7 separate regions of the Mus musculus genome follow, and regions 1, 2, 3, 5, 6 and 7 are each linked to region 4. The links are chromatin contacts, called in public ChIA-PET, Hi-C and HiChIP or PLAC-seq maps. All regions are on one chromosome and are shown on one strand. Each heading gives the region's core, a stretch centred on a gene start, on an enhancer-like site or on the middle of the called end of the contact. The rest is flanking DNA. Distances are from core to core; before and after follow the strand shown. Region 1 has its middle 71 kb from the start of Gm33897. Region 2 has its middle 58 kb from the start of 4930556N09Rik. Region 3 has its middle 79 kb from the start of Gm46240. Region 4 has its middle 48 kb from the start of Gm40746. Region 5 has its middle 30 kb from the start of Gm33897. Region 6 overlaps Gm46240. Region 7 has its middle 30 kb from the start of Gm46240.

Region 1 (3,676 bases), core at 416-2,915, 660 kb before region 4:
CTAATGTGGTATCAGAGTGGTAACTCCTGCAGATCCAATGGCCTCATCAGGAAGCTGACCTCACAATAGTGTTGCTAGCATGTTAGATTTGACTCGATTTCCATAAGTAAATGGAATCTGAGACTCATTGCATGTTAATCACATAGTTTAGTATGTCCCGTATTTATTTTGAATAAGCATTGCATTCTCAAATAAGAATTATGTGCAGGAAGATGGGCCAGAATTTGATGGAGAAACCGGTGGGTACCCACTTCTTTTGGCTCCCGTGATGAATAGAGATTTTGAAGCCTATAGAAAATGAGAGCAGATGTGGGTAATGACATAATTTGTTATTTATGAATGCAGGTTTTCTCTGAAGATTGAGGAATTATCATGAAAACTATTCACTGAACCTCAAAAAAAATCAATAAATATTAATATCAGAATGCAAATGTTTTCACTATCATTTAAAATGTGAAGAGTATTTACCCATTTATGCCTCTGAACAATTCAGAGTGCCCTGAATGCTTATTGACTGTATGTCATTGCATGGTTCAGAGCAGTTCTCTGAACTGCTTAAAACTCTCAGCAAATCAGGAAGAGCACATTCGAAAAAGATAAGGCTGCACATTGTCCTCTTGCCCCTGTCACTCGTGGAAAGCGCCCTGGAGTGCAATCAGGAAACCTGGGCTTCGATATTTAAACACCATGTGACTCCAAGTAGCTTTCTCAAATATGAGCTACATTTTCCAAACCTATTAAATGAGAATAAAGGCACCACCCTCAAAGGGATATTTGAAGATAAACTGACATCAGAACCCACAGTATACATTACTATTTTAAACCCAATTAAGAATTAAGGATCTCCCCCCAAAAGTAGTAATTATCAACAAGATTATCTGAGAGTTCTTTTTTTGGTGGATATGAATTTGATGACATCATCCACATGAAAAGGAAATGGCAGGTCATCCATATATATACATATATATATATAGACATATATATTCAAATATTTCTAGTTATGATAATTATATAATTGTATAGGGTATAACTAAAAATTTCTCTATATACACAACAATTATGGGACATTGATTTAGTCTTTGATACTATGAGTGCTGAACAATTGATTGAGTTACCAGAGTGGTATGAATTTAAGAATGTCTCCCATAGACTCAAGTATTTGAATACTTAGTTTGCAGCTGGTATCAGTGTTGGGGAAGGCTATATAACCCTCTTTAGGGGGAGTCCTTCTGAATGAAGGATATCACTGAGGGTAAGGTTTGAGAGCTCAGAGCCACTTACAGCCTGTTCTCTCTAGTTCATGTTTGGGCTTAAAGATAGGATTTCTCAGCTTCCTGCTTCTGCTGACTGACATGTCTGCCTCTTACTGATAAACCTTCCTACCATGGTCCATTCTTAAACCCCCCGGAACCATAAACCAAAATAAATTCTTCCACAAGTTGTCACAAAAACAAAAACACAAAACCCTAATACAGTCATTAAATTTATTAAACCAGTAAAATTGATAGTTCACATCTGTTACAGTCTTATGAAGATTCATCTGTCCCTTTCTGGAACTGGCGAATAAATCATTGAACAAAAGCTCACCAGCTCAATACACAGTTCAAACAGCATTATACAGGAAACCTTCTCAAGTGTCTTGTAATCACCTGCCTAACGCTCTGTGGTGCCACAGGCAGGCGCAGGAAGTGGTTACAAGTAATCAAGCTCTAACTTTACGACTTTAACCAACTCAGCGGCTCTGTTTGCATGGCTTTCAAACAGCAGCATTTTGCCTAAGATTCCATTCACACAAGAGAATGCAGTGGTTAGTTCTTAACTGTCACCTTGACACAACCTAGAGTCACTGGGGATGTGTCTCAGTGAGGAATTGTCTAAGTGACCTGGGCTTATGGGCATAACCCTGAGGATTGAATTATGTATCAAGGGATAGGAAAATACCCAACCTAAAAGAGAAGCACATCGTTCCCTGAGCATCCATTCTCTCTGTGCTATTGACTGTGGGGGTGACGAGCAGCTTCAAGTTCACACCTTGACTTCCCCAAAACGATGATCTGGGACTTGAAACTTTAAGCTAAATAGACCTTTGCTCCCTTAAGTTGTTCAGACAGAATGTTTTATTCCAACAACAAGAAACAAAATCTAGACAGACAATTTGATTACTATAAAGGCACTTGAATTAATCATGGTTGGTGGTGCATTCTTACAATCCCAACATTCAGGAGGTGGAAGCAAAATAATCACCAGATCAAAACCCCTCAGCTCCAGATTGAGAGCCTTTCTCAGACAACCCAAAGGAGAAACATCTCACCTTGATGATTCCACCTTCGACAGTTCAAAGATGAGGAAGCTGTAGCCCAGAGACCACAGTACCTAAGGTAACAGTCAGCTACTTAATGAAGAGCACCACTAAGTTCTCTAGACTCTTAGTTGTCGTTATTTCTCCCATCATGATAATAATATCCATCTCCCTGTCATGTGCTGCACATCAAACACCAAGCCACACATTCCACCTGTATTTTTTTTTATACGCGGAAAACTCTTTAAGAATTCTACCAGTTTGATGAAGAAGTTCAAGGATGTTAAGCAACTTGAACAAGCCTACATTCGATTTCAGCCTAACACAAAATGTGTTTAAGCTGGAGGTTTCGTGTTGGCCATGAAAACAACAAGCCATCACAAAGCCCGTGAATAACTGAGTGTGTATTATATAATTAGTGGCCAGATTTTGCCATGCTTTTCATGTTCACTTTCTCAGAATTGAGACACAAGGACTATGAACATAGAGAAACCAAGTGAAATCTTTATTTCAGAACTGTTTTCCTCTCTCTGAACTGTAATCACATCTAATTTTATGTTGATTCTATATGTTATTATTGGGATAAGCTTGTGGCTTTTCTACTGTCTGATAGATCATGTTATTAAACACATTCATTTATTTCCTGGCTCAGGTGGTATAATGTGTACTCTGCAGATGAAATCTGTGTGTGTTATTGGGAAGGGGCTTTCCAGGTGACATTTGTGCCTTGCAAGTTTCATGTTCAAATCAATTTTCTTCAAATATAGATAAGCAGGGTGTTTTAGTATAACACCATTGTGGGATTTGGCCTATTTTTATGCAAATTGTAAGTCTGTATCTCAGGTATACAGAGTTTCACGGTTAAAAAATGTATATTCCCTTTCAATAATCTGTCTATAGTATGAAATTATCAAGGATGGATTTATTAGACCCAAAGAAAATAGTAATTCCAATTTGAGGCTTTTTACATAAGTTAAAAGGAATGATATTGTGGTTCCTGCCATTGTTATATTGTTTAAAGTAGAGATGGATAATGGGGTTTAAAGGTATATGGTAAAGAAGAAATACAACACAATAAATAATACATGAGAAGGGAGAATACTGTCGATGAAAGCATATGAAAAGACAGCAATGGGGAGATAGTCTGGGGGTTGGGGAGAAATCAAAATGAATCTAAATTGATAAAGTATGCCTGAAAATGCCACAAAGAAATCTGTTACTCTGTGATCTAATTTAAAATTTTTAATTAAATTGAACAGATTCAAGAAATTCCTGTAGTATACTTACAAATATTCATATGTGTTGCTGTTCTCTTAAAAATGAATATGTCTCACCAAAATTGGCTGCGGGCAGAGGGGGGTCCTCAGAAGCCAGAGG
Region 2 (3,543 bases), core at 289-2,788, 960 kb before region 4:
ATGTTGGTTCAGACCTTCATGCAAAGTCGTTAGCACTTTCTATAATAGCTAGAACCTCCTGGATAGAAAAATAATGTGGCTATTATTTTTCTAACTCTTTAATCTTCTATAATTTTTGTTCTATTTTTTTCTATAACATCTATTATCTTACCCATTTCCTGATCCTGTCTAATGTTAGTTCTAGGAGTTCAAAAACCGTATCTTAATACTTCAATTGGGGCCTGATACACTGAAAGAGGCCAGCAGATATTTGAAATTAATACAGTCCCATCATCTCCAGTTATATAACATTGTTTTCAAGGGTACTGTCTGAACTCACAGATTTCAAAGTGTGGAGGGTGTTTGCTCATAGTTATATATTCCATTTACCATGTGTGCCTCCACACTTACTTCTGGGATGTCCCAATGTGTGTCATATTTCCATTGTGAGTAAGGGGACTGCTTGCATTGTCTATGGTATTTTTATCCTCCTTTGTTCACTCATCCTTCTTTTCTCTCCCAGAGTTCCTTCTCAGCTAATGCCTTTATTATTCAGAGGAAGCCAGCATTATTAATAACTCTAATTCCCAGAAGATACCATTGCTTTCAGACTGTCCTAGTTCTCAGCACACACAGGGACCTTCTAGAAAGACTTCTTTTCTAGAAGGCATCTAGTTCAAATAGAATCTTGGCATTTTTGATGATCCTCTTTTTGTATCTTGGAATCTAAGTGATGACTGTAAGTTAAGAATGATTCCACCGGACATTTTCTCCTCAACTTCTGAGAGATATTGGTCAGAGAACTATTAGCGTCTGTCCAGAACCTATAACTAACTGATCATTGTTATTAATCTAAAAGGAACTTAAAGTTTATTCATTCTAACTTCTCTACTTGAGCTAAGGGGGAACAGAACCATAGAAGTCAAGGAACACGATGCATTTCTCTCAACAGTGAAAGCTGATATCTAAGTCTAAGTAAGTGCTCTACCACCAGGCTATACCTCAAGCCCCAGGGATTTTGAAATGTGTATTGCCATATATCCCTGTTAGTCTCATGGAGTACCTCATGGCTACTCCCTCTGTGTAACTAACAATACATTACAAATAGGGAGGATTTGGTAGATAGGAAACCATAATCAGAATACAGTGTATAAGGAAAAACTATTTTCTATTACAAAAACAAACAAACAAAAAACAACAACAAAAGGCACCTTCAAGACAGATGGAGGAAATTGCACAAAAGACAGCAAAAAAGAATACAATCAAAGGTATTTCTGTATTAGAATGCTCACATCTAGTCGTGGGGGGAAAAACAAGCAGAGTGCAAGTGAATGCATAATGAACCAGCAAGGTAGTCAGCTCTTCGAAGACTCAGAAGATGTCTTAGATCCATAGGAAAGGAGACATGAGGGAGAGCTGAGCTGACTTGGGAAGAGTAAAGCCAGGGGAGGCTAGAACGAATGAATAGGAAGTAAAATGTCCACACAAACCACAGGGGATCCAATACCCTGATTCATACACCTCACCAGGTCCACAGAAAGAAATTCCTAGGATTCTCAGTAACCAAAGTGCATGAAATGAGAAACCATTGCAGCTGAACTTCCTATTGACATCCATTGTAAGAGTGAAACTATTTACTTTGGACATGTCACGACCATTAACCATCATGAAGCAGAGTTGCTATGGTAACCTATAGTCTGTCTTAGTGGGAAGTCGTGACAAGCAAAGAGGCAGACTGATACAGTGATAGCTAGGTCTAGCAATGATGTGTTACTGTTCACCTACAGAATAATCATAGAGAATTACTGGATCCTAACTTGGCATGCCAGCCTCTCCTCCCTCCTGCCACAGCTGCATGCAGTTTAGGAGGGGCAGTAGAATTTGGAGGAGGTGAAAATATTGACCGGAAATGGAACTCATTGGTATTTCTTCAGATTTTATATTTTATCACTCATGGTGATAGTGGGACTTCAAATTGAAGCAATTGCCTTTAAGTCACTCATGCTCCTACATATGGTCCTAACTTGTGGTCCTCTGAATCAGTCTAATAAACTCACTAGGTCTCCAACCTGAACTTGGTTAGCCTTTGCTTTGACCCGTGAATGCCCTCTTTTGAGGGAATAGACACATTATTGTAGACTTTCTCTGATAACCATTGAATGCTATAATCACCCTTGTCTCTTCTAGACTCTCAAATGTCTACATAAAAATGTTTTGGCAAAGGCATCATCCCAAGTCTACAACATATTTGTTCATCTGTCTCCATTTTACTCTAAGGTCTTCAGTCCAATCTACTCTCAGACTCATCTACAATACTGTGGTGGTCTTATAACTACTTTTTAAATGATCTGCATTTTTCATCTATATTCTCTATTTTACTGGAAGCAAGGATTGTTGGCCAACTCAAAAAGTAAGCTAGATAATTTCACTCCCTTTCTTTTAGGGTCTTTTCTTAAATCATTCACAGTAATGTTTAATTGTGGTATACTGACCTATCATTCATTTAATCTGGTCCATAACTACTTATGTGAACTTACTTCCCATTATTCTTATTGCCCAGTACCCACATCCCATCATCACATGCATATATATTTTATAATTCTTTTAAAATTCTGACTTCTACTCACAATATGTAACTATTTTAAAAAGTTCTTCTCCCTTCTCAGATTATATTTTCTTTAACCTTTTCTTAGCGACTTCTCCACCTTTAGATAGCTACCTAAATCTTCATCATTGGCTATAAGCCAGCCAACGGTTATTTTCCATTGTACTAACAAACACTCATTGTGTACTTATTGCTTGGCTGTGTTTTTTCAGTTGCAAGATCAATAAAAGCAAAGAACAAGTGTTGTCGTGTTCAGTGGCCCTTGTTCCTAGGATTCTGTCTGGTCCAAAGTAGACAGCCACCTTGATAGCAAATGGACGAATGGATAGAGGATTGGTTAGGTTAATGAATGCATGGATGTTTAGACTTTTGCCTTTGGATGTTGCTTGAATTTGATCTGGCTTACCATTTTCAGTGCACTGGAGTGTTCACCAAGTACATACTAAGAACGTTTCTGGAGGGGAAGGTAGAAATTTGGAAAGAACTTCATCCTTTCTAAATATCCTTTCTTAGTTTTGAAACAGGCTGATAGACCTAAGTCTCCATGTATCTCATTTGGAAAACACAGTCTCAAAACAAAAAGGATCCCTGTATGGCATGAACAAATTCCTGTATGAGAATTAAGGAACTCTGCAGTGCAAGGAAGTAACCCTGTATGGAAAGTAATGACCTCTGTACTGCAAGGAAGGACTCCTGTATGGGAAGCAAGGAAACTAATAAAGTGAACTTGCTCTCCATACATTCTGAAACTCCGTAGTAAGAAGTTGTAGTTTTATGACATACTTGAGTACAAAATACAAAATCTTTCTGTGTGCATTTGACTCTTCTGCCAGCCTCCTCCATAATCTTCTTCACCGCAATGGTACATCTGAGGGAAATGGTGAACACTCCTGGGCTTCATAGTCACCCCATGCTCATAGTTTGCACTGGGATTTCATTTTCATATACACTCTACTGAT
Region 3 (3,235 bases), core at 493-2,992, 690 kb before region 4:
GATTTCCTTTTGACTTGCCAACACATAATCTAGTGTGACTTTTGACTTTCTGTCAATGGGATCTCCTACCTGCCCATTTACTTAAGCTTCAAAAGCTTAAAACTCTAGGCTAGACAGGATTAGTATGTGGTATTGCACCAGACCAGTGAACTCCCTTAAGGGCCTTAGACGTTTGAGAAATGCCATGGAATCCCCTGAACTTGTAACTTGAACCAATGTTAAGTGGTCTGAGGATAGGAAGAAGCCAAGGATCTGAGAAAGGGAAGCTCCAAGAATCCATATCTGATATCACCAGGGCATGGATAAGGCTGTCAACATCATTGGAAAACTTAAACATCCCAGAAGACCTAGCTAATATAGTCCGTACAGATACAGCAAAGGCGAACGCCACCCAGAGGTAATAACGACCAAGCTTGTGCATTCCAATGGCATGACTTCCGGGAAGGCTGAGGGGGTTCAGACCTGAAACAGCTCCCTGCTTATCCTCATAGGTGATTTGACTTTAAATGACTTTAGGCTCCAAAAGGAACTACAAGTTTGAATTCCCTGTTGTGATTCAAGCCAGAAAAGAACATATTACCTTTCAATGACAGGTTTAAGAGGTTTTCAAGCTCAGCAGAAACAGTGTCACTGGAGCCAAGCAGAACTCAGCCATAGACAGTGCGAATCTGTATTTCTGAACAGCTGACGTGTGGCTATTTCAAAAACCTTACACCAATAATCTTCTGTGTAGATGCCCTGACACGCTGCTCTCGGAACTTTCCAGAACTGACTCATAATTAGCCATCATGGTCTGTTCAACCAAGAAGGAGGGATAACTTTATCTCACTTTAAGAATCTGAGTTGATGTTCTTCCTTATCATGTAAATGTCTTTAATGAGTCACTTATTGATATAAACACTTTGTATGGTGTTCTTAGGATTTGCCCAAACCCATCCTTCCTCGTAACTCGTTAGAATGTAAAATTGTTGAACCACTAGAGAAAAAACAAAGTTTCATGGTTCCCTCACTAAAGTTAAACAAGGATCTTTTTTTTTTTCCCGAACCATATGACCCTCCAATTCCACTCCTAGTCACACCAAAAATCATTGGAAACAGATGTTCAAATAAAACCTAGGGCACAAACAGCCATAACAGCAACTTTCAGGGTAATAACCTGCAGGTGGAAATGACCCTAATGCACATCAACAGATGAATGGATATAAAAAAAAAATGTGGCCTGCCCACACAGTAGAATATTATTCAACTACTAAAAGGAAGGAATGCATGAAGGAGGTGCATGCCACAGACAAATCAACTGGAACTCATACCTCACATGAATGAAGCAGACACAAAAAGTTGGAGGTTGTATAGTTTAATGTATTTGAAATTTTCAAAATAGGCAGATCTATAAAGATGGCAAGATTAGGGGTTTCCAGGAACTAGGGCAAAGGAGGAGTTAAAATTGATTGCTTAGTGAATAACAAGCTTGTAAAGAAACAAACAGTTCCAGAAGCAATTGTGGGGGGGAGATACCACCACAATTTCCTGCATGTGTTTATTGCCTCTGACTTCTTACAATGGTGAAAAATGACAAGCCTTGCCTGTCACTTTATACAATGAATGGATACCTATCTTATTTCCCAAGAACCTCTCTTGGGCCCATGGAAATTTTTCTGCAGTACTAACTGAAATGGGTCAACGGTTTTCCCTCGTGGGAAGGAACCCAAGTCTCTGATTGCACCGAGCAAAACTGGTCAGCTGTTTTACAAGGAAAACAGCTGGCACTGAAGCCTGTGCTCTTTAAAGAGCTGCTAGCTGAGCCTCTTCCCCAGGGTGAATTCAAGCTGAAGAGCTGTGATTCTGAGCCAGGTTTGCGTGGGCCACACCCAGCTACTAATAAGTTGTTCCCAACTCTACAGGCCTCATCTTAATAACTAGCTCTTCTCCTACCTTGGAAGTTCCCATAATCATGTGGCCACTCAAATGAGAAGAGCAGAAACCACTGACAATTTGGAGACGAGACAGAGTCCAGAAAAGGAAGCAAAGTCATGAAAATATAAATTTAGCTTGAGGTGTTCCATGAACACAAGGCAGAGGCTTAGAATTGGGGCTTGTTCTAAATGTCCAAACGGAGAAAATAGTGGTGTCTCTGGAACAGAGCCATGTGGGTAAAGCAGTTTCTAGAGCAGAGGCCAGACTCTGGTGTCCTGGATACATGGGAATTTATGACAATATTTGAAAACTTTTGCAACTTATGAGGAGACTTTGGCCTAGCTGGAGACAACTAGTCAGATGAACTGTCTGTGACCTAAAGATGACAAAGCAAGCTGCAAGTAGAGAAAGTTGGAAGTGACAGTTTCCTCTGTCCTGGAAATGCCAGTTAGGAATACTAGCTTTTAAGGTAGAGGTCAGTCTTGAGACACCAGGAGAAAAGGGAAGGTAGGCAGGAGCCAAGCCTTGTAATAATAATAATAATAATAATAATAATAATAATAATAACAATAACAATAACAATAATAATAACTCAAAGTCTTGATGTGACAGTTTTAAGCAGGAAAAATTACATCGTATGATTTAGGTTAATGAAATACTATTCTCTGGTGGCACTGCAGAAGATGGACAGGCGGAAGGAATCTTGGAGCAAAACCAGGAACATTGCCAGGGCAATAGTGACTCTCAAATGTTGCTGGTACAGACCAATGAGGATAAGAATGTAATCTAGGCAATTCTATTCTGTTGGATAAAATGTAGGGAAGGGGAGCACATGGCGGAGTAAAGACTTACTTCTAGTTCAAGCCAAAGGTCATAGCGTCTGATATGTTCTGCTACGATAAACAAAGCCAGTGTACGCCCTGTAGAACGTCTAGTGAGGTTTGCCCAGTGGTTGCCTCTAAGGTCATATTAACCATCCAGATGTGCTAGTCCAGATGTGCTAGTCCAGATGTGCTGGTGGCATATATTCAGTTTCTTCTTCCTTTAAAATTTTCTCACTTTTATTTTATCCAACATATAAAAGCATGTGGGAACGAGTTTCCATACTGTGCATTAATCCGCGACTACATTGTGTGATGTGTGATGTTTAGATCCGTTTTAATGCATCTTCTCAAACATTGGTCATTTCTTGATGATGAGAAGCTTCAAACTTGCTTTGTGCAGTGTTTCGAAATGCTCGGCCTAGTGCAAACACAGCCACCCTCCCAGTGGGTCTTACACCCATACAACTAACCATAACATGGGTTTCCTATATCTCTGC
Region 4 (3,350 bases), core at 839-3,338:
TGATGAAACATCTTTTCAGGAGCCCATCAAGACTAGAGAGTCTGTGACCTCAGTGTCCTACTAATGCCTCATTCATACTGTCTATAGATGGCCTGTTGGCCACCAAGTATGCTATATAAATATAAAGGAAGTCACCTTCATCTCTAAGGGGGTCCAAGCATAGAGCTAGAGCCCTGAAAAGACCTGAGCCTTATTTTGGGGAAGCTCCAAGCCAGATCAGCTCTCTCTTCTGTCTCTTCATTGTTCTTTGAGCAGTATCGAACATGATCAGGACTCTTATTATTATAACGGGGCACATTTATTAAGTGTTTATTAAGGGCCTGCCATATGCTAGATTTCTACACAATCTTCCAACAACCTGTAAAACAGGAGCTACTGTATTCATGCCCATTTTTCAGATGAAAGAACTTGGGTTGAGGAACAGGCTTTGTGAGATGGGTCCAAACTCTTGACATTGCAACATGACTTTCTCATCTAGAAAGTTCATCCTTGAGAACTACATAACTATGTTATTTTTGAGAAAATTCTCATGTTTTAAGTAAATGCATAATTTTGTGCTGGGCCACATTAAGTTATCCTGGGATGCATGTGGCACATGGGTGAGTTAGAGATAGCTGCAGGGCCGAAGTCATAAAGCCAGAAACTAGCTGACTGGATTTCAAACAAAAGCATGAAGGCTCCTCATGCCAGCCTATGTGCAGACAACTCAGGCATCTGGGTAGAGTGATTCCCCAAATCTTTAAAATGAAACTGGCCCTGAAGACTCTTCCTAAGACAAGCAGTCATGAGTGTGAATCTTGCCACTTATCTTGAAAAGCATGATTCTCTCTGGTTGCTATCTACTTCAAAAAGACTTAAAAATATACAAATAAAAATATTTTTATTTATTAATTTGTTTATTTATTTATTTATTTATTTTTCCCATTTTTTATTAGGTATTTAGCTCATTTACATTTCCAATGCTATACCAAAAGTCCCCCATACCCACCCACCCCCTACCCACCCACTCCCCCTTTTTGGCCCTGGCGTTCCCCTGTACTGGGGCATATAAAGTTTGCCTGTCCAATGGGCCTCTCTTTCCAGTGATGGCCGACTAGGCCATCTTTTGATACATATGCAGCTAGAGTCAAGAGCTCCGGGGTACTGGTTAGTTGATAATGTTGTTCCTCCTATAGGGTTGCAGACCCCTTTAGCTCCTTGGCTACTTTCTCTAGCTCCTCCATTGGGAGCCCTGTGATCCATCCATTAGCTGACTGTGAGCATCCACTTCTGTGTTTGCTAGGCCCCGGCATAGTCTCACAAGAGACAGCTACATCTGGGTAAAAATATTTTTGTTCCATCAACCTTATGCATATTTTTTTTACATTCCTAGACTGGCAAGATTTCTCTTTGTCTATAGATCTGCCCTCTTGGAAAGTCTTCCTCCCTCCTGTGACATGGAAGGATCTTGGTCTTTTTTTTTTTCTTAGTTGGAAGCAAAGAAAGCAAAGTACTGAAGAAACAGCTTGCATCACCAAACACCTAAAGATACATCATGAATTTATACCTTTAATATATCTTACAGCCTGCAAGACAGAAACTGGGTAAGCCTTCCCATGCATAAGGAAGTGTGTCTGGGGATATTGGGTACTGCACTTAATGTCATGTATGCAGAGAGTTGATCCTTTTCCTTTCTCCCTAATTTGTCTGTCTTTCCCTCCTTTTGTTCTCTCAGAAAGCCCACCACTTCAGAAAGTCTAAAGAGATAGGGGCTTATGAGAGTCAGATAAAAAATATTTTGAAAGGGATAGTCATGCATTTCCTGGCTTTGGAGAGGTCTTGGTGGTGTGCTCTTAGATGTTGTGATATTAGTTAGGATCAACACCCTGCCATTGGGCATGGGGTCTCTGGAATCTTCACTCCTGGGTGTAGCTGGAGGAGAATGCGTTCTGTGTGTCTGTAACCAGAAAGGGTAGAATGCTAAAGCCGGTCTAATTAAGGCCAGTCTGCCTGTCCATGACTGTCTGTCAGACTTGAGTCTGGCCTGCCTAGTGCAGTGGAAACAAGTGGGTTTTTTTTTTTTTCCTCCTTTTTCCTCATGTTTTAACTGTGTGAGGTTACAGTGCCACCATGTGGATCCTCCGGTGTGAACCTGGATAATGAAGCTGGGGCTACAAAAGTGGTCACAGGCAACCTAAAAGACTTGGGAACAGGGACAGAAAGAGAAACCCGGTTTTTGAAAAGACACCGTGGTTCGTCAGGAAAAACAGAAGTCACGTCGGTCGGTCAAAAGATAATTTACATTCGTGAGCACCGCTTGGAGCCAAACAGACGCTAGTTGAAACTTACCAAACTGTCTTTACAGCCTCAGTTGCCTTGTCTGTGTAACGGGCACTGTAGTAGCTCCTCTAGGCTGCCGTTAGAATCAAAAGGCAGTGCACACAAAGTGCTCTCTGCCTGCCATGTCTGGTTGTTATGACTGAGCTAAGAAAGGAACTTCACAGCCTTATGCTGAACCGCAGTCCCGTGCTAGGACTCTCGACATTTTGCCCATGGTTTTACCTTGATTTAAGCCTTAACCATTTCACCTTCCCCTGCCTTTGACATGTGAGCTTTGCAGCAGTCAAATTTCAAATCATGTATTTCAAATCATGTTTCCATCATCTTGTAGCTTTGTAGCCTTGGGATATTTAAACCTTCTGAGCTGGGAAGCTGTGTGGTGATGCTGGCCCTTTGTTCCAGCATCCAGGGTATGGAAGCAAGAGGCTACCCTCTTGTTCAAGGATATTCTCTGCTAGATAGTTAGTTAGACTCCAGTATGGACTCACAAGACCCTGCCTGGGGAAAATAAAAATAGGGAACAACAAAATCCTGAGTCCTGGTTTCCTTGTCTGTAAAATGGGGTTAAGAACCTGTTACAGAGGGAACTAGAGCTCGGGCACTCGAAGCTTCGGATGCAGTAACTTCAATGGTCATCAGTCTGCGCCCATCACTGTTACGGTCATGACTACACTACAGGACAGCACAGCCTCACCTTGACCTCCAAGTAACAAAACCTTTAAGTTCACCTTAACATCAAAGAGCGATTGAGGAACTAGACAGGAAGCAACTTCTGTGGTCTATTTACCTACACACCTCAATGTTGAGGTTCTGTGGTTTTTATAAGGTTATCTTCTCAAGGCTAAAAGTGCAGCTATGAACAGTTTACACCTCAGTGTTTTCAGTATTAAAGTGTATTTCATAGTCAAGGTTAATAGTGCCATGTGTTAGTAGCACACACCTTTAATCCCAGTACTCAGGAGGCAGAGGCAGATGGATCTCTGAGTTTGAGACCAGCCTGGTCTACATATAGAGTTCCAGGACAGCCAGGG
Region 5 (3,688 bases), core at 129-2,628, 550 kb before region 4:
GGGAGATTCTGAGCCTGCCAAAAACCAGGGGTACTTTCCAGGGTCCCAGCAAGTCTCTCTGATCCAACAGAGGAAGGGAGTAATAAATGAAAGGACCCGAAAGCATCCTTCCCACAACCAGCACATGGCAAAGCAAATTTTTTCTCATTAGTGTTTGAGGTAGATGTTATGGGTAACTTGCTTCTCTTCTGTCTTCATACTTAACTGGAACATTCTTTGATTGCCAACATCTATAAAGAAATACCATGCACAGAGTGTTTTATGTTCCAACACCATGAACCACCACTGCCCCTGGCCACCCATCCCCGCCCCAAAGATTTCTCTTCATCCTCTTCCAAAACCCCACTATATGGCTCTCCCTTAGAAGGTCAAGATGGTTGAAATAGAGGCAGTGATTGAGGTGAGGTTGTAGCCAGTCACTGACAGGCTTATTAAGTAAACATCATTGAGAAAACGCAGAGCATCGTCCACTGCTGTGAGTTTGGATTCGGAATCTGTAAATATACAAAGGGAAAAAGAGCTTTGGTGTCTCACAGCGCTTTCTGTCCAGGAGCCAAGAAGTTCAGTTGCACATGTGTGTTTTTGCAGACTCCTGGCTTGCACTCCTCTTCCTTATTCTGGCTGCCCCCTGCACCACTCTTGGCAAGCCTCACTCTGGAGAGGTCTGAAAAAGTTTCCATCCAAGCGATTCCTTTAGTTAATCATTAGCAGCTCTGGTAAAAAACTGTTGGTGAGCCAGTTGGAAAAAACTAACTGGGGGGGGGGGGAAATCTCAGAGTTCATTCATTTGAGACACTTCAGGAATCTTATCCTGGTATACTGAGCTATGGGTGGGCACCAGTGAGACACTACACTAAGAAATGATATCTAATCATGTCTCTGTATCTAATATAGGCTGCATGACATTGGTCAAGGGAGAGAAAGGTCATTGGTAAATAAATACACAGGTTAGAAACACTTCATCTTAACAGACAATTTAGGTGTTTTTATCTCCCATTCTACAATGTTAGATTTGAAACCAAAAGCTGTTCAACTTTGCCCGTATTAGAGCATCTTTACTTAAGTAAACAAGGAGTGTCAACTTGTTGCTCTCTGCAAAGCTTTTCTCAATCTGTTAGCTTGTGAATCATGTAACCCAGCAAGAAGCAAACAACCTCTCTTGCAGTTTCCACACAACTTTTCCCTTCTTGGCCGGGATTTCACAGCAAACTTTGGGTACACATAAACAAAGCTGTCTTCTGCACATAAAGATGACAGAGCTGTTGTTCACTCATTAGCTGTCAATATAACATGGCTTTCACTCCCCCGTGGCCGTGGCCGTGGCCTCACCCTTGTTTAGATTGCTCAGTTCCTTCAGTTTAGAGGACATTAAAAAGCAGAACTGGCCTGGCTGTTTTACGTTGATGGTGAACTTTATGCCTTGGTTGTGTTGCAACCCCAGAGTTTACTCAATTCCACCTGGCAATTCAGTTCTTTGAGATAAAGGAGGTTTCTCTGGGGGAAGCCAATAACAGTTTCTCTTTTGGGTCTCTTGTTGGCAGACAGCTGGTGGCACATTTAATACAGTCATATGACTAAGTGTGTGTGTGTGTGTGTGTGTGTGTGTGTGTGTGTGTGAAACTTTTTAACAGTTAAAAACAAAACTAGTGGAACCCAAAGGAAGCTATTGCCATGTCAGAGAACCTAGAGCATCATCTTGTTCGAAACTTTGTAAGGATGTCTTTTAGAAAAATCATCTCTTGGGGTGTAGGGGAGGCGGGGCAGGGCAGGGAATGTACGTGTGCGTGCGCGCGCGCGTGTGTGTGTGTGTGTGTGTGTGTGTGTGTGTACGTGCACTCACCTGCAGGTTTTGGAACTGTCATAAAGAATCCTGAAATACCCAATGAAAACTCCAAGCACCTCCTATGTTCTCACTCTCCCAAGCACTGTTGGATTTGAATCAATTTCTCATGACTGAAGTGAGAGTTGCATTTGTAGATCTTTTTTGCAAGTCCCGCATGTAGCTGTACACTTTTAGAAAACTACACTGAAAATGACAAACTTAGTAATAACTACACATGGAAACAGTGAGTGCAAGGTACGTAAAGAAAATTGGCAAAGGACCCATCAATAGGAATTCCAAGAAAGGAAAACTTCACGCTGTGACCTAACCAAACAGAAACTGTCTTCATATACACATCTGAGTACAGGAAAGAAAGAAAGAAAGAAAGAAAGAAAGAAAGAAAGAAAGAAAGAAAGAAAGAAAGAAAGAAAACTAATGACCTTTTCTAGCTCCAACCTAAAATATGTTGATAACCTTAACTTTACAAGTTGTGGAATTAGTTTTGCTTAGATAAACCACCCATGCAAGTGATTAGCTGATGATGAGGTCACTACAGCAAATCCCAGCCCTCTTACATGGAGCTTGGGAAGTCGGTGATGAGGATCATTCACATACGCAGAAAGGATCCCAAGTAAATATGAAGGTAGACATCGGAAGGACAGGTCTGAGAAACAAAGAAACCCAAAAATTGACATCAAACCACTAGAAGCCAGAAGGGACTCTCTGATTCTCATAGGGTTTAGGAAGAATCACTCTGCAGCCTTGACGGTTGAGCTAACCTTGGATAGATGCTCTCCAGCCCATGATGGACTTCTGTTGTTTCAGTTGACAAGTTTATGGTATTTTGCTAGAGCAGCCCCAGGAGACTTGGTATAGTTTGTAGATCCTCAGCCCAGGGAGTGGTACTTTTAGAAGGTAAGGCCCTATTGGAATAGTTGTAGCCTAGGAGTAGATATGTCACTGTGGGTCTGGGCTTCATGACCCTCATCCTAGCTGCCTAGAAGCCAGTATTTTGCTAGCAGCCTTCAGATGAAGATGTAGAACTCTCAGCTCCTCCTGTACCATGCCTGCCTGGATACTATGTTCCCACCTTGATCATAACAGATTGAACCTCTGACCCTGTAAGCCACCCCCAATTAAATGTTGTCCTTATAAGAGTTGTCTTGGTCATGGTGTCTGTTCATAGCAGTAAAACCCTAAGACAAGACTGATACACATAGTTCTCCTCAAGGTCATCTCCTGGGCACACCTTTTGTTTCTCTCGCTCCTTACTCATATAGCACCTGTAAAGCAAGGAAGAGAAACATTCGAGTAGGGCCCGAGGTTCCCTCAGATTTCTGTGTCTATAATCCTGACTTTTCTAATTTTAGAGAAACAGCCTTAAGAACTTTCCAACATTTAAAAAAAAAAGTGGCTGATTCTTCCTGTTGGCCTAAGAGAAAATAAAAAATAAAAAAAAAACTTTTAATTTAATTTAAAAAACAAGCAAACAAAAACTGTTAACTTGATCTGGGAACTGAGTTCAAGGGCTTGAGTTGAAACTCCACCTAGACAGCCCATAGCATCTGGAGAAGCAGATTTTACCTCCAATGGATCCTTCAGTTCAAAGCCAACATCAAATATCCTAATTATATCCTGATCCTCTGCTGGCAGTAGATACTTTCAGAACGCAGCACTGACCTTTGTGTGTTTGGTTTTTTGGTCTTGTTTTTTATTCACTCCTTTATTCTTTGACACTTTCAAATGTGTATATAATGTGTTTTTGTCCATTGCTCCCATCATTCTCTCATCCATCTCCCACTGAGACCCTTCCTCATCCTAAAAATAAAAGGGCTCCCTCCACCTCCACCTGTGGTCCCCCGCTTC
Region 6 (3,269 bases), core at 357-2,856, 780 kb before region 4:
TTTGAGGTCTCTGAGCCCAGCTGACACTAACTGGTGAACCATTCCCTTGGGTTCCTCAATATTTCCTGTCCCCTGCTCCTTCAGAGCCTGCTCTGTAAATCCCTGACTTAATGCCTCTGCCCTCACTGTAAGGAGCAGAGCCACCCTGAGCAATTATGTACACTTGCCCATGGGCAAGGACTTGAAGCATTGGATCCATAGAGATTTAGTCAAACCATTCCCCATATGGGCTAGGCTTAAAGGCACACCAAAACTTTCCCTGGGTGTTCAAGTTCAAGTGTTTATAGATCAGTAGATACATAAACTAGCAACTACAGCCCCCTCCTCCTCCAGCATATTTACAGTCTGAAACAGCTTACCTACAGAAACTTCCTACCAAGACTAAGCCCCAACTCATACCCCTTTGCTGCACTCAAAATATACCGAGGTTCTGAGTTCATAGCAGTAGTAAGTCCCATTCAGACCAAATGCATACACTCCAAGGGACCTCAGTCTTTCTGTATATGTCTCGGTGTGGCTATCCATTCTTCATTCCTTCACCAACGCTAAATCATGGTTTCAGGACTCAAGCTGTGCTGGTTGTGATATCTTCACCACTCCTGGTGAATGGAATTTTCTGGTCCAACAGTGGTGAGATGACTCAGTTGCTAAAGTACTTGGGGAAGTGGAAATAGGATCCCCCGGGGCTTAATGTACACCTAGTCTAATAGAATCAGTGAGCACTAGATACCACAGAAACCCTGCCTCAAAACTAAATAACCAGTTGGGTGGTAGTGGCACACACCTTTAATCTCAGCACTTGAGAAGCAGAGGCAGGCAGATTTTTGAATTTGAGGCCAGCCTGGTCTACAAAGTGAGTTCCAGGACAGCCAGGGCTATACAGAGAAACCCTGTCTCAAAAATAAATAAATAAAATAAATAAATAAATAAATAACCAAATGGAAAAATAAATAATGATTAAGTAAGGTGGACCATAATTGAGGAAGACACCTAATGTTGACCTCTGACCTCTATGCACACATGTGCACATGTACATATACACACAAAAATGGGAGAGCACAAAAGAGTTCCTTCTTGGTCTCTGTATTCTTATAGTGTGTTGTACTTACTTGCATCCTTCTGGAGGATTTATTTATTATCTTTTATAATTTATTTTTGTTATTTTTCAGTGTGTGTGTGTATGAGTCTATCTGTCTCTGTGTGTGTGTATCTGTGTCTTTGTCTCTGTCTGTCTCTGTCTCTCTGCCTGTCTCTCTGTCTCTGTCTCTGTCTCTCTCTCTCTCTCTCTCTCTCTCTTCCTCTCTCTCTTTCTCCTCCATCCACTGAATTTCCCTTTAGAGACCTTGTCTCATTTGTTCCTCTTTCTGTTCCTTTTCTTGCCTTCTTCCCCTTTCTTTGTCTTCCTATAAACCTCCCCGTTTCTCTGTCTCAAAGATCACTCCTAACAAGTATATGCATACTTAAGTGCATATGGATGGATATACCTTTCCAGACTTAAGGAGTATGTCCTTCTCTGTGACCCACAGTCTCTCCTCTCCATTCACCTCTTTACTGTCAAGCTTCTGCAAGATTCCCAACATATTTGTTAGCTCTGCTTGCTTAATAAGCACTCTGAAGCTCACCCTGCTGTGATCTGGTTTTTGTCCTCTGACTCCACCAGAAGGAATCTTGCAAACATCATCAAGGACATTTTTATTTCCAAGGATAATAGATGATTCCAAATTGCTATTTGATGTGACTGGGGGTTGCATTTGGCCCATCTGATTCTGTCCCTGTGCCTCTGTGTCTCTGTATCTCTCTCTCTCTCTGTGTATCTCTCTGCCTATCTCTCCCCCTCTCTCTGTCTCTCTCTCTCTTACACACACACTCACACAAACACACAGACACACAAATTGAGAATGTTTAACTCTACCTATGAAACAACATGACACATTGGAACTCATCGATGTCAGACCCTCTAGGTTTCCGTTCAGTTTGGTTTTCTTCCCCAGCCTTTGTTAGACTGCTATGTAAATGTTGGCGTATCCAGAACAAACTTGCAAATTCTTTTTCATGCTTCTAACAGAACTGCCAGTACGTTCAAACTTGGTCAGTCACAACTACTGCATTGTGTTCATAATTGCATTTCACAGAAGCCCTGAAACACTAAAGTTCAGTTCTCTAGCCCTGAGGACCTATAAAAAAGAATCAATGTAGTGAAAAAATAAATGTAACAACAACAACAACAACAAAACAACAACAATAATAATAATGATAATAGAATAAGTGTGGTGTCTGTAATTGATGATGTAGGTTTAAACATTGTCTATGTCATTAAGATGTGCTGCTTCTCAGGCTCTCCAACCAAGGCCACTGGTTGCTAACTGTAAAGAAAGTACCTTGCACTGTCAGGATGGTAGTTAACCCACATGTAGCTTGTTGTTGTTGACATTTGGACTAATGTAAACAGAGAGAAGTGACATGGGCTGGGTCAAAGAAGCCTGACCATCCAGAGCTGTCCATGTCATGGCAAGATGCTCTTTCATGCTTTGAAGACAAAGAAAAAATCAAGGACATAGTAGAAAGTCAAATGGCAGGCCTCATAGGAAGAAATCTGAATCATCCAACCTCATCTGGGGTACAGAGAATAGCTTTCACGAAATTCGGATGAAGATAACCAGGTCAGAACCTTGAAAGATTCTAGGGGGAAGATTTTAGGGGGAAGTTGTATAACCAGAATAATTGAGATAATTGAAAACTTAAGCTTACTAATTTCAGTGGGTCTCTCAGTGCCATTTAGACATCTAACCATATCTCTCCAAAAAGATTCAAATTTTACATTCTACAAGATACCTGGTCAATAAGCTCTTTCTTTTTCTCCCAACAGAAGCTGCAGCCTGTTCATCCATATCTATCCTGTTGTTTTTGTTAATGAAACTATAGAATTAATGTCCTATTCCTCCTATTCACTAGTCCCTCTCTCTGCACTGCACACACAATACCTTAATGAGTTGTTTTAGTTTGCTCATTTATGATTCAGTTGTCTCTTTTCCTTACTAGATTTTTTAAAATTAGCATTTAACAAATCTAGTGATTCTAGTAACCTTTTAAAACAAGGGGATATGTCATCTTTTCCCTTGCATATTCTCAGACAAATGACTCAAAAGTTTTTCAAGCCTACCCTTTTACGAATTCTTACCCTCTTCCACTCTGATGACTCTCAATTGTCCAGTCAGAATGGCCAACCTGGTGCTGAAGATAAGGACTGGTTGTGAGGCATGTTAGATTTC
Region 7 (3,545 bases), core at 497-2,996, 740 kb before region 4:
TAGATGTTGTTAGAATGCAGGTCACATAACCACATGTGTTGATCAAGATTACAGCAAAGATCATTGTGTTTTAGTGGATGCGATTTTCATCTCCAAAACAACCAACCAGCAAACGAACCAACAACCAACCAAACCAACCAAATTATCTACAGAAATAGAGCTGTGGCGATAGCTAGGTCATAAGATGCTTGCCATGCAATCACATGGACTTGAATTTGACCCCCCACAGCACCCACCTAAAAAGAAAACACCAGGTACAACAGTGCATGCCTGTAATCCGCCAGAGTGTTGGAGACAAGAAGATTCCTGGAGCTTGCAGATGATAATATGGCCAAATCTATAAGCTCTATGTGCAGGCAACAAGCCTGCCTGAAAAATAAGAAAATGGCCAGATATGGTGGGATATGTCTTTAATCCCAGCTCTTTCATTAAAGGCAGATTTCTGTGATTGAAGGCCAGGTTGCTGTATATAGTGAAACGGTACCTCAGAGAGAGAGAGAGAGAGAGAGAGAGAGAGATTAAGAGAGCGAGTGAGAGAGAGAGAGAGAGTTTTCTTCCATCACAGTTTCAACAGAATTTTACCAACAACCACATAAACTCCAGAAATTATAAGAACAAAATTATAATCCCATCTAGGTGTGGCACATGCCAGGAACACCAGAACTCGGGGGTTTTCAGGATGGAGAATGAGGTTTGCACCTACAGAATAAGTTTGAAGCCAACCTGGGCTACCGGAGACACTGCAAAGCACACTTGACTGTCCATTGTTTCGGGGTCACTGACTGTGCAGCCTGCAGGCTAGATTAGAAAATGAATGAATACCTTTCTCCTTCTCTTCTCATTCCTTCCATTGTTCCAAGAGCTCTAGCCCTTTCTCTTTTCTCAGTTTTCTTGTTTTAAACATTCAGCGATGGTGCTCTTCAAAGACTCTTCCCTTTACCTGAAACCTCTCATCATTTTTGATGTTCATTGAGTATATTGCAGCGTCCAGCCCAGCATAGCTCTTCCTCTCCCAGAGCCTTGTCTAATTAACACAGTGGAGTCCAGTCCTCCCTGTTAAGTATTTCCTCCTCTCTGTTCTCTTTCCATCTACCGCTTCATGAGTTATAACATTATGTATGTATCTTATATGTACATATATATATATATTACTGTATTATGTTATATTATGATATATTGTAATAACTGTTTTTATATCCCTTAAACTAAGACATTGATCACTACTCAGCAGCCTCTCAGCCACTCTGTAAGTAGTTATGGGCTCATGTGCATACTGCTCCTCACTAAAATACTCCTGGGATTTAGTCAGTATTTATCCTCAGAGCCTTATATAGCTGCTATACAATGAATTAGGCATGTTTCCTGTCTGTCTCAGAGGAGAAAAAGTTGCACACCACCAAAACATACAAGAACATGGCCTCTGTCTCATGTGGTCTGTCGGTGAGTCACAGGGCTCAGACTTATGAAGGCTCGGAAACCTGGATTCCTCATCTTTTTCCTCCCTACTGTGTATCTGAAGGAACAATATCTTTCCATCTTTACCAAGGAGGCCAGGATAAGAAAGGAAGGTGGAGCTTCTTATCTTTCAGGTAGTTCGGATGACCGACATTCCCAAGAAGCCATTACTGTTTGTGAGCCAACCATCACATGAAATATCTGAAAAGATCAGAGGAAAGGGCAGGCCACAGATGGGGTGGGGTTGTTGACCCTGCATGTGGCTGCCTTGCGCTGTGAGTCAGACACCCACATCCTGTCCACTCTGGCTCACTCTTGTTCTCGTTTTAAGAGCTCTATCAAAGAGATGAAGCCTTACGCCTTCAGAAGGCTTCTGTTACTTTTTGGCAAAAAGAAAATATATGTGTGCATTCTGTAGAAGTCTACCAAATGTGGGTCTCTCTCTTTCTCTCTTTCTCTCTCTCTCTCTTTCTCTCTCTCTCTCTCTCTCTCTCTCACACACACACACACACACACACACACACATACACAAACACAGGCTTGGAAGCCTGGGCCACAGAACAAACAGTAACTCCACACACTAAGTCATTTGGTATTAATTAAACACTGTTCTCTTTAAAGAAATGGCATCTATTTAGTTTGAGCCAATACCATTCAAATAAACTTACAAAGAATTATAAAGTATTTATTAATATTAACCTTGACTTTAATTTTAAACCAATTAGACATTTTGTTCTGGCTGATTCTCTGAGCTTACAAAAGTTTATATTGCAGGATATAAAGTTCTGATTATGTTTGACATCGCTCCTTGTTTTTAAACTTTATCCATTTGCATTCTCAGGTTAAAAAAATAATCAGACAACTGTCTCAATGTAGTTCTTCATATTTACTCTTTTTTTTTTCCAATTGCAGTTCTGGAAGGGAGGAGGGAAAAAGAAAGAGAGTTTTAAAAAGAGGAATTAAGTTAAGGCTCAGGAGAAATCTATTCTGTTATTCCAGTTTGAAATATTTATTCTTTTCATGTGGCTGTCAATCAATTACGGACAACATTTGATAGCTCCCTGGGTATCTTAAATAAGAGTCACAGACAAACATCGCACTTGGAAGCCATCTCACAGGAAGACTTAAGGACATGCTTCTTGGCCTCTGCTGAATTTGTTGGAGCTATGTCGCTTGGCGCTCATGTGGCTTCCCAACAATACCTCCATCTTGACAAGATGAAAGGCTCTGGTGTTCCTAATCTACTGTAGGCATCTGCTAGTTCTGCCTCTTCATTTCATCTTACCTTCTTCTCCAGTCTAGTTTAGTTATTTTTCTCACCTCACATCCCCTTTTCATTTAATTTCCCAGAATAAAGACATTGCACCTGAGATTCTCTCTTCTATCTCCCATAATCAGCTTCCAAATGCTGACACCATTGCATACACTAGCAAGATTTTGCTGAAAGGACCCAGATATAGCTGTCTCTTGTGAGACTATGCCGGGGCCTAGCAAACACAGAAGTGGATGCTCACAGTCAGCTATTGGATGGATCACAGTGCCCCCAATGGAGGAGCTAGAGAAAGTACCCAAGGAACTAAAGGGAACTGCAACCCTATAGGTGGAACAACAATATGAACTAACCAGTACCCCGGAGCTCTTGTCTCTAGCTGCATATGTATCAAAAGATGGCCTAGTCGGCCATCACTGCAAAGAGAGGCCCATTGGACTTGCAAACTTTATATGCCTCAGTACAGGGCGACGCCAGGGCCAAAAAGGGGGAGTGGGTGGGTAGGGGATTGTGGAGGTGGGTATGGGGGACTTTTGGGATAGTATTGGAAATGTAAACGAGGAAAATACCTAATTAAAAAAAGAAAAAAAGACATTGCAGAGTTGGAGCTAGAGATCCCATGTACGGTAGTGTCATGCCCCATCAGTTTCACAACGTGTTGCCTCAGTTTCAGTGGGATGCTTAGAAAGCTCCTACTGATTTTCCTCATTAAATACAATGAGAAAGATACTTTGTAAAGCTATGCTCAGACTGCCATCCAGAACATTCTGTACTTCATGTCTGTTCGTATGATATGAACCTTATTAGCATTTAGATTCAT

The links. HiChIP or PLAC-seq counts read pairs in DNA pulled down with a chosen protein or histone mark. Hi-C and Micro-C count contacts between places; a contact is called where the count stands out from the background. ChIA-PET counts read pairs in DNA pulled down with a chosen protein or histone mark.
Region 1: a contact with region 4 is called in an RNA polymerase II ChIA-PET map of memory CD8 T cells, with 21 read pairs. The contact joins two enhancer-like sites. A contact is called at or near these places in 1 of 484 Hi-C or Micro-C datasets (bone marrow-derived macrophages) and 2 of 115 datasets of contacts at active chromatin or transcription factors (acute myeloid leukemia and memory CD8 T cells).
Region 2: an H3K27ac HiChIP or PLAC-seq map of the NIH/3T3 cell line shows a contact between it and region 4, with 5 times the contacts expected there. The contact joins two enhancer-like sites. A contact is called at or near these places in 1 of 15 datasets of contacts at CTCF or cohesin (large pre-B cells), 2 of 484 Hi-C or Micro-C datasets (bone marrow-derived macrophages and embryonic fibroblasts) and 2 of 115 datasets of contacts at active chromatin or transcription factors (the NIH/3T3 cell line and acute myeloid leukemia).
Region 3: a contact with region 4 is called in a Hi-C map of 3T3-L1-derived adipocytes, with 5 times the contacts expected there. The contact joins two enhancer-like sites. A contact is called at or near these places in 5 of 484 Hi-C or Micro-C datasets (3T3-L1-derived adipocytes, the C2C12 cell line, bone marrow-derived macrophages and 2 more) and 2 of 115 datasets of contacts at active chromatin or transcription factors (acute myeloid leukemia and fibro-adipogenic progenitors).
Region 5: a CTCF HiChIP or PLAC-seq map of the NIH/3T3 cell line shows a contact between it and region 4, with 6 read pairs. The contact joins two enhancer-like sites. A contact is called at or near these places in 1 of 15 datasets of contacts at CTCF or cohesin (the NIH/3T3 cell line), 9 of 484 Hi-C or Micro-C datasets (3T3-L1-derived adipocytes, bone marrow-derived macrophages, liver and 1 more) and 2 of 115 datasets of contacts at active chromatin or transcription factors (bone marrow-derived dendritic cells and double positive thymocytes).
Region 6: a Hi-C map of bone marrow-derived macrophages shows a contact between it and region 4, with 12 read pairs. The contact joins two enhancer-like sites. A contact is called at or near these places in 2 of 484 Hi-C or Micro-C datasets (bone marrow-derived macrophages and group 2 innate lymphoid cells).
Region 7: a contact with region 4 is called in a Hi-C map of bone marrow-derived macrophages, with 14 read pairs. The contact joins two enhancer-like sites. A contact is called at or near these places in 1 of 15 datasets of contacts at CTCF or cohesin (the NIH/3T3 cell line), 3 of 484 Hi-C or Micro-C datasets (bone marrow-derived macrophages and uterus) and 3 of 115 datasets of contacts at active chromatin or transcription factors (acute myeloid leukemia, embryonic fibroblasts and large pre-B cells).

What each region holds. Positions count from the first base shown.
Region 1 is chr10:96,785,405-96,789,080 of GRCm38.p6, reverse strand. No RefSeq gene overlaps it. Among named protein-coding and RNA genes, the nearest start is that of Gm33897, 71 kb to the right of the region's middle. Within about 2 kb of position 1,665, at least 51 of the 459 cell types and tissues checked have an H3K27ac peak or open chromatin away from gene starts, as enhancers often do. A contact at or near this core is called in memory CD8 T cells, where this site is marked.
Region 2 is chr10:97,092,091-97,095,633 of GRCm38.p6, reverse strand. No RefSeq gene overlaps it. Among named protein-coding and RNA genes, the nearest start is that of 4930556N09Rik, 58 kb to the right of the region's middle. Within about 2 kb of position 1,538, at least 14 of the 459 cell types and tissues checked have an H3K27ac peak or open chromatin away from gene starts, as enhancers often do. A contact at or near this core is called in the NIH/3T3 cell line, where this site is marked.
Region 3 is chr10:96,821,023-96,824,257 of GRCm38.p6, reverse strand. No RefSeq gene overlaps it. Among named protein-coding and RNA genes, the nearest start is that of Gm46240, 79 kb to the left of the region's middle. Within about 2 kb of position 1,742, at least 60 of the 459 cell types and tissues checked have an H3K27ac peak or open chromatin away from gene starts, as enhancers often do. A contact at or near this core is called in 3T3-L1-derived adipocytes, where this site is marked.
Region 4 is chr10:96,131,064-96,134,413 of GRCm38.p6, reverse strand. No RefSeq gene overlaps it. Among named protein-coding and RNA genes, the nearest start is that of Gm40746, 48 kb to the left of the region's middle. Within about 2 kb of position 2,088, at least 52 of the 459 cell types and tissues checked have an H3K27ac peak or open chromatin away from gene starts, as enhancers often do. A contact at or near this core is called in 3T3-L1-derived adipocytes, the NIH/3T3 cell line, bone marrow-derived dendritic cells and 2 more, where this site is marked.
Region 5 is chr10:96,683,996-96,687,683 of GRCm38.p6, reverse strand. No RefSeq gene overlaps it. Among named protein-coding and RNA genes, the nearest start is that of Gm33897, 30 kb to the left of the region's middle. Within about 2 kb of position 1,378, at least 109 of the 459 cell types and tissues checked have an H3K27ac peak or open chromatin away from gene starts, as enhancers often do. A contact at or near this core is called in 3T3-L1-derived adipocytes, the NIH/3T3 cell line and bone marrow-derived dendritic cells, where this site is marked.
Region 6 is chr10:96,908,223-96,911,491 of GRCm38.p6, reverse strand. The region is part of intron 1 of Gm46240; the gene reads right to left. Among named protein-coding and RNA genes, the nearest start is that of Gm46240, 8.5 kb to the right of the region's middle. Within about 2 kb of position 1,606, at least 12 of the 459 cell types and tissues checked have an H3K27ac peak or open chromatin away from gene starts, as enhancers often do. A contact at or near this core is called in bone marrow-derived macrophages, where this site is marked.
Region 7 is chr10:96,869,867-96,873,411 of GRCm38.p6, reverse strand. No RefSeq gene overlaps it. Among named protein-coding and RNA genes, the nearest start is that of Gm46240, 30 kb to the left of the region's middle. Within about 2 kb of position 1,746, at least 84 of the 459 cell types and tissues checked have an H3K27ac peak or open chromatin away from gene starts, as enhancers often do. A contact at or near this core is called in the NIH/3T3 cell line and bone marrow-derived macrophages, where this site is marked.